Linked DNA regions of Sus scrofa: all the other regions are linked to region 1. Evidence: chromatin contacts called from public HiChIP or PLAC-seq data. All regions are on one chromosome and are shown on one strand. The core of a region is the stretch at or near the end of the contact, and the rest is flanking DNA. Distances in the headings are between cores, read along the strand shown.

Region 1 (2,729 bases), core at 135-2,634:
TATTTAAAGGATTTGAACTTTGAATATTCTATAGTTAATGTCAAAAATGTTTAAGCAGAGAGTTAATGTTTTAATCCTATGTAGATCTTTCCCGTTCTGAAAAAAAAAAATCTGTGAGAAGATAAAATGTCAACCAACTCTTGCAACTTCCTGGTATTCTATCCTTTCGCGTGCTCCCAATTCACTATGTATATGGAGAAGTAGGACAGTTTGAAAGGAGAAAAAAACCCTCTGGCTTCCTGGGTTTGGTTTCCCAAAGCGTTAAGTCCTGAAGGGAAGGGCACAGGCAAAGTATGCAGAAGAGCCAGGAAGGTGGGGCAGGGGGGACTCTTCTACAAGGAGGAGGTTACCTTAAGCTGGGATTTGAAGAAGAAAAAAGGTGGAACGGATGTGAGAGCAGAGAGGCGGTGGGTACCTTTGCGCCTTGCAGGATGCTAAGCATAGAGCGCCTATGACATCTCTCTATATGCTGTCTTCCCAGGTCCGTTGATTCCTTACTTCACACAATTGTATTCCACTGTATACCGTTACCTATGACCACAGATCATTTCTTCAGCCACCTCTTTGATGCTAATGCAATTAATTCACAGCACCACTGATTTAGAGCTGACCAAGTCTCCTACAATGCTTACCTGTAAGAAAACACCTTATAAAAACACTGCAAAAGTACTCTGTTTCTCGGAGTACTTGACGTCTGAAAAATGGGCCCAGTAATTTCTCTCCAATCATCAGTATCAAATACATTGATAGTTCTGGTAGTATACCAGTGCTCCTCATTTTAACATTTACCACGCAGTCTTGGATGGATAGGTGAAAGCACGGACCCACCTGATGGACAGTCAAACCTTTTATGAAAGGAATTTCCTGCCTTAGAGCTTGGCTTCCACTATGTGGTTTCAACGGTAGCATCTAAGGAGAAAGCAGCAGGCCCAGCCCAGGTGTTGGCTGTGGTGACCACCCGAGGAAAAAGGAAATGCACGTTCAATCCAGAGAGCTTCAAGTGCGGGCCAAGGGGAACTGCTCTGCTCTTCCCAGGGTACGGCTGGGAAGTGTGGGGGCAAGCTGAGACTCTGCAAAAGCTCAGATCTAAATAGTGAAAAAGCATTCTGTTTTAAAGCTTTCCGGCCATTATCCCCAAAGAGAAAAAAGAAAAAAATCAAGATCTAGTTGAACTAAAGAAAGAAAGTCAGAGGTGAGACCAAGATGTTTGCTACTTTATGTTGACAGGAGGAGAGGGCCATCGTAGCTAAAGAAAGGAAACCAACATCTTTTAAAATAGGCCAGAATTGAGCTGGAAAGACTTGGTTTCATGGTCTTAAATGGCAAAGGGTAACCGACCGGCCAAGCCAGTGCTTTAATGGAGCTGCTTACATAGCACTTTTGCCTGGTGCGAGTCACATGGGCAGGGCTGGTGAAAATAACAAGGTTGCTGGCCAGCCCTTCCAGCGCACAGAGTTGCCAAGGAAGGAAATTCAGGGAGAGGTGCCAACATGTGAGAGGCCATCTCGCTCCAGTTCCCCTTTTGTCCCAGGAAAGACCTTCTGGCAGGGCTGGTGACTTCAGGGGACCACCAATGAAGGAAGGCACATGTATTATGCAAAAGAAAGAGAGGGAGAGGGAGGACCCCAGGAGCCAACCACCACGCCTGCAGGCTCCGGGCTCCTGCTGCGGTCCAGCACCAAGGACTCCTCCTTCCCCGGCAACAAAAGGCAGGAGGAGGGTCCAGAAACTTTTCGGAGGGCCAGGACTCACAGAGAAGATAGATTTCAAGAACAACGACAGAGCGTCCTCAACAATGCAAGTATTCCACCACTGATCTAGTAAGGAAATCTGAATAACCAATCAGAAATCGTTTAAGCCAAAGGATAGGCACTTCTGTTACCACTCCTTTTATGAAAGACAGAGCATGCTGATAAAGCAAAAGGTAACTGAAAGATGAAGCAAATGGGGGGTCAACCCCATAAACATCTCCCCCCGAAATGTAAATCAAAATGTCTCAGATCTCTCTTCTGCCTAAACTCGTTTTTTTTATGTTATTTTTTGCTTTTTAGGGCCGCACCCATGGCTTATGGAAGTTCCAGGCTAGGGGCTGAATCAGAGCTGCAGCTGCTACAGCCACAGCAATGCAGGATCTAAGCCGAGTCTGGGACCTACACCACAGCTCACGGCAACACCAAATCCTTGACCCACTGAGCAAGACCAGGGATCAAACACACATCCTCATGGATATTAGTCGGGCTTTGTTTCTGCTGAGCCACAACGGGAACTCTTCTGGCAAAATTCTAATATGTCCCCACATACCTGACAGTCAAGGTAGAGGAACTCAGAAAAAACAATGCAGCATTTCAAGTCAGGCCACATGTGCTGGGGGAAAGGAAGCTTTCATTTTAACAGAGCTCAACCAAAATCAACTGTTACCTGAAGACCTGAAAATAACATGATATCATCTTCCCGACCCGAGTAAGAAAGTCATAAAAGTCGCGCTTTCTTCTGCTTTCATGGGAATTATTTCTGCCGTCTATTTTCCCCAACAGGAATTAAAATTCCAGTTCTGAGGCTTATACTGTCATTTCACATCAGGTTTTTTGGGGTTTTTTTTGTTTGTTTGTTTTTGTAATATTCAGAAATACAGGACAGAAGTTTTATGTGTCTGGCTCTGACACAAACCGGTAGACTTCAAATAACATCACAACTTGGTTTGCAATGTGGTGTAGGTTTAGCAAAAGGTG
Region 2 (2,700 bases), core at 59-2,558, 290 kb before region 1:
CAATGTACTATCTCACAACAGTTTCTGTGGGTTGGGAATCTTGATGTGGCTACTTATCTGGACCCTCTGCTGCAGGATCTCTCGTAAGGGTGCAATCAACGTGTCAGCCAGAGCTGAGGTCTCATCTGAAGTCCCAACTGGAGAAATATTTGTTTCAGAGCTCATACAATTGTTGATAAAAATCAGTTTCTTGCGGAATATTGAATGGAGAGCTTCAACATTCATTCACTGTTGTCCAGAGGCAGCCCTCAATTTCTTGTCACTTGGAGAGTGTCTCCAGTTTGCTTCATCAAAGCCAGGGAGGGAGAGAGGCAGTAAACAGAGCCTGCTGACAAGGTGGAAGCTATAATCTTACATCCAGAATCATCACCTTTGTCATATTTTATCATTAAAGCAAGTTACTTGGTCTTGCTCACACTCAGGGGGAGAGGATTACACATGGACATTCATTCCAGGAGACCAGGAGGTGGATATCATTAGCAATCATAGCAGGAGCCACCTTCTATAACCCTTAAGACCCAATGTCTGGCAGTTTATCGAAAATCATAAGAGTGATATTTTTATCCCCATTAGTCTGACTCCAGTGCCCATCTTTTCATTCATTCCAATCTCAGGAGGGGAAGAAAGATGCTATTTATTGCTCCCCCTCAAGTTACCAACACGCATCTCTGTGATTATTCAAATCACAGCTGGACCACGTCTCAGTGGGGGAAGCACTGGTTGATCTCCAACACCCTTTATTTTTTTGAATTTTATTTTTATTAAAGTAGAGTTGATTTACAATGTTGTGTCAATTTCTGCTTTACAGCTTAATGACCCAGTCATGATTTTTCTCATACTACTTTCTATCATGTTTTATCCCAAGAGATTGGATATAGTTCCCTGTGCTGTACCGTAGGACCTCATTGCTTATCCATTCTCACTATAATAATTTGCATCTACCTACCCCAAATTCCCATCCATCCTACGCCCTCCTCCTTCCCCCTTGGCAACAAAAAGTCTATTCTCTATGCTCCTGAGTCTGTTTCTATTTTGTAGATCTAACTCCCTTTCTTGAGTACTCAGTTATGCCAGTGTGAGGGAGAATCTCCTTGAGCATCTTAACCTTATCATGTAGCCAAAATGCACTGCACTTATCCTTACAGGAACTTGAGAGAATTCACCCCATGTCCACATGGGGACCAGTGATCTCATGTAACCACACACTAAGGCCAAATGTATACTTGTCATGCCAGCTCCCAGGAGACAGAAATACCAAAGACTCATGTGACCCTGGAGGAACAGAACCAGAGAACTAGTGACGCCAAAATCCAAACTGCGTCTCTGTCACGGAGACGCGTTGAGAAGTGTGCCATGCACTTATCACCACAAAGGTCCTGTCTGTATTGAAGCAAATCCAAAGAAGAGGATTGGCTGAATTACACAAGCCCTCCTGTGCTCAGGAGGCATTCTCAAGTGCCATGCGTAAGGTACTGACATTTATACTCTGGAAAAGGGCTCCAGAGCTAAATTGGAAGGAGCTAAGTGTCACCTGGGACATTGGTATACCCTGCTCCTCTAAGAAATTGAAATTAATAAGCTCTAATGAAAGAGGAGCCAATTGTGTGTAAGGTCAAACTTCATAAGCCTACCTTGAGAACAGAGACCAGGTTATTCCCTTACCACCAAGACCAATGGATTGCCATATGCATAAGAGTGTTTTACAGTTGTGTGTTTAGTTGAATCATAGCTAAGTTTTTGTTTGCTGCTGTTGTTTGGCTACTAACAGCATTTTCAATTCTTAATTTTTACCTGTGTTGCAATATATGTCATTGCCACATAAGAATTCTAAATAGGAGTTCCCATCGTGGTTCAGTGGTTAACGAATCCGACTAGGAACCATGAGGTTGCGGGTTCGGTCCCTGCCCTTGCTCAGTGGGTTAAGGATCCAGCGTTGCTGTGAACTTCGGTGTAGGTTTCAGACACGGCTGGGATCCCGTGTTGCTGTGGCTCTGGTGTAGGCCAGTGGCTACAGCTCTGATTAGACCCCTAGCCTGGGAATCTCCATATGCCGCAGGAGCGGCCCTAGAAAAGGCAAAAAGACCAAAAAAAAAAAAGAATTCTAAATAGATAAGGAGCTACTAGACAGTTTTAAAATTATTTAATCAAAACATTTATCAAGAATACCAGAACAAGAACCACAGCCGGTAATTGAAGCTAAATGCTAAATTGTATGCATGTGTCTTGCTGCATTGTGAAGATGGACATCTATGTGCAAACAGGCAAATAAATATCTTGAGAAATCCCCTAAACATTATTTTTTAAAAGGTTTTTTAACTTTGTTTGGTTTTGTTTTTTGTTTTTCATTTGTTTGTTTGTTTTTTTGGCTGTACCCCCTGTATGTGGAAGTTCCTGGGCCAAGGATCAAACCCACGCCATAGCAGTGACCTGAGCCATAGTGGTGACAATGCCAGATCTTTAGTCCACTGAGTCGCTAGAAAACTCCTCCTATACTTTGGATTACACCATGGCTTAGTGAGTGCTAGCCTTTTGGTTCTGCACCTTTGGAAAACACAGGCCACTTCTCCAGAAAATGGTGCTACCTTGAAATTTCAAGAAGCCATGTGCTCTAGAGTTGGACTCTCCATCGTCTAGAGCAAAGTTGTCCAATGGATGTTTCCGAGATTATGGCAATGTTTTATTCTACATTGTCCCATACTG
Region 3 (2,700 bases), core at 41-2,540, 370 kb before region 1:
GAAATCTCCTAGGAGATTGGCCTCCCTGCCTTCTTAGTAGTAGGGAGCACAAGATGTAGCCAATTAACTTATACTTTGGAGGTTATGTACTGTAAATCTCCTGACAACTGGATTCCTAAATGTTTACTAAAGAGATAGGTCCCGGATTCATCACTGAGTTTACCTCCCACCCTCTAGAGTGTTTTTATCTCATAGAGGTCTCCAGCATTCTAAGCACTTCTTGCTCAGCCTGCTCGACATGACACATTTGATATATGGTAGCAACATGATGTTCTTTAGGATATACAGATGGATTTGTGTCTTTGTGAAAGAGGAAGAGAATTAACATAGCATTGGGAAAAACTATAATTATTGTTGTGTAGTCCTTATGAATGTGAACTGTTTCTGTCTTTCTCTTCTGAGTGGAATAAAAAAGAACGCACTCACCAAATTAGTGGCCGTATGCAATCTACCTTAGACCTTATAAATTTCTAGCAATGATACCACACCCAATACAGCAGCTGTCATTGAGCTATTTGAGTGTTTGTGGTAGTCTATAGTCATTCTTCAGGATTCATTCAGTTTCTGCAGGGTCCAGAATGATGAACTACATGAAACTTGACGGATGAATGGATTAGGAGATGTGGTACATGTATACAATGGAATGCTACTCAGCCATAAAAAAGGATGAAATAATGCAGTTTGCAGCAACATGAATTCAACTAGAGATTCTCACACTAAGTGAAGTAAGTTATAAAGAGAAAAACAAATACCATATGACATCACTTACATGTGGAATCTAAAATATGGTACAAATGAAACGATCCATAAGATAGAAACATACTCACAGAATTTTGGTTGTCAAGGGGGAAGGGGAGGGAGTGGGATGAATGAGGAGTTTGGGGTTAGTAGATGCAAAGTATTACATTTAGAATAGGTAAGCAATGAGATTCCACTACACAGCACAGGGAAGTATCCAATCTTTAGGGATAGAACATGATGGAAAAAAGTATGAGTAGAAGAATGTATATATGTGTGTGACTGGGTCACTATGCTGTACAGCAAAAATTGATACAACATTGTAAATCAACTACACTTTAATAAAAAATACATTAAAATTTAAAAGGACATGATGGAGAGAGAACACTATCTTTTAGGTCTTTAATGGTGGCATTAAACTCCACCATTCCGTTGGGCTGTATGTTATTTTGACTTATCCTCAAGGTGGAGGATGGGAAGGAGCAGGAATGTCCCAGCTCTGATCTTCCTGCTATGCACAGTCATTGGCTGATAACAGACCAGGGAAAGCATGGCTACGGTAAGGTCAATCCAAATAGCAGCAGCTGAGGCTGTCTGCCAATGACTCTTTGTAGGTTCTCTCAAAGGGAGAATTGAATTACAGCTCTGTCACCATCTCAGCTAGATCAATCTACATTTATACATTGATCTCTACATCTAAATATGTAACACCTCACCGTACACAATTAGGATTTACCCCAAGAATTCAATATATTTATTCACGCTAGGAGATATTTTAGTAGAATTCATCAAATTACCAGGTTGGCATTGGGGGAACATATAAGCAAATCAAAAGATGGCAATGGTTTTATTTTGAGGTGCTTTTATGCCTATTCAAAATTTTCAACATGCAAATTTTTTGCAATTGCATAGGAATTTTTTTTTTTTTTTTGGTCTTCTTAGGGCCACACCCCCGGCACATGGAGGTGCCCAGGCTGTGAGTCGAATTGGAGCTGCAGCTGCCAGCCTATACCACAGCCACAGCAACGCCAGATCCAAGCAGTGTCTGTGACCTATACCACAGCTCATGGCAATGCTGGATCCTTAACCCACTGAGCAAGGCCAGGGATTGAACCTGCGTCCTTATGGATGCTAGTCAGATTCTTTTTCACTTAGCCATGACAGGAACTCCAACAATTATTTTGAAAGAAAATTGAGAGACTTCTCTGCTCATTCTATAAATAAATAGCTTTGAGAACCAACTGATTATCATAATCTGACCATATTAAGAGCTTTGGCCAATCAGATCAATCAAGTCTCTCAAGTTTGTACAACTCCGTCATCCTCACCATAGCATGCCTGCCACGGGGCTACTTACATTTGCATCACCTCTGGAGTATCCCATCAGTTAAAGATAATGTGGAATGTTTCCAAGGACCCCCGTGTGGTTTCTTTCCCTCTGAGTGAGAATGGAAAGAGACATCGTAGTATCAAGAAGTCATCACATACTTTGAATAGCCAGGAACTCTAGAACCTGGACAGAGTTTCACACAGAAAATGAAAATACATTATAGATTTAATTTTATGTTCTGGAGTGTAGCAAACAATTTCTTTTAGGATGAGCTTTCTCCAAACACAGCAAGTTAGGAAACTTTCACACATAGAAACCAAGAGGACCCGGAATGCTCAACAAGCTGGGTACAAGCTGAGCCGCAAGAGCAAACTAAGCACATTTAAAAATAACAATAAGGATAATAAAGCTAATAATTATAATCTCCCTGGTGAGATAAAAGGTCACTGTGACCACCAGATTGCCATACCAGCTATTCTGCCTGGCATGATGCTTACTTGGCCCTTGTGCATTGGTAAGTCCAGAGCCAGGCTGCAGGCAGGCACCAGCCCAGGCTTCCATTTGCTTACCCTCCAGCAACTGCCAATGGTTCAGGTTGCAAATTTGTTTATATTTAGAAGAACAGGTGTGCG

What was found. HiChIP or PLAC-seq counts read pairs in DNA pulled down with a chosen protein or histone mark.
Region 2: a contact with region 1 is called in an H3K27ac HiChIP or PLAC-seq map of skeletal muscle. The contact joins two enhancer-like sites. A contact is called at or near these places in 1 of 47 Hi-C or Micro-C datasets (skeletal muscle) and 1 of 2 datasets of contacts at active chromatin or transcription factors (skeletal muscle).
Region 3: a contact with region 1 is called in an H3K27ac HiChIP or PLAC-seq map of skeletal muscle. The contact joins two enhancer-like sites. A contact is called at or near these places in 1 of 47 Hi-C or Micro-C datasets (skeletal muscle) and 1 of 2 datasets of contacts at active chromatin or transcription factors (skeletal muscle).

What each region holds. Positions count from the first base shown.
Region 1 is chr15:128,251,852-128,254,580 of Sscrofa11.1, forward strand. All of the region lies in intron 1 of IRS1 (insulin receptor substrate 1), which reads right to left. Among named protein-coding and RNA genes, the nearest start is that of IRS1, 54 kb to the right of the region's middle. Within about 2 kb of position 1,385, at least 15 of the 83 cell types and tissues checked have an H3K27ac peak or open chromatin away from gene starts, as enhancers often do. A contact at or near this core is called in skeletal muscle, where this site is marked.
Region 2 is chr15:127,965,108-127,967,807 of Sscrofa11.1, forward strand. No RefSeq gene overlaps it. Among named protein-coding and RNA genes, the nearest start is that of IRS1, 340 kb to the right of the region's middle. Within about 2 kb of position 1,309, at least 2 of the 83 cell types and tissues checked have an H3K27ac peak or open chromatin away from gene starts, as enhancers often do. A contact at or near this core is called in skeletal muscle, where this site is marked.
Region 3 is chr15:127,877,276-127,879,975 of Sscrofa11.1, forward strand. No RefSeq gene overlaps it. Among named protein-coding and RNA genes, the nearest start is that of IRS1, 430 kb to the right of the region's middle. Within about 2 kb of position 1,291, at least 2 of the 83 cell types and tissues checked have an H3K27ac peak or open chromatin away from gene starts, as enhancers often do. A contact at or near this core is called in skeletal muscle, where this site is marked.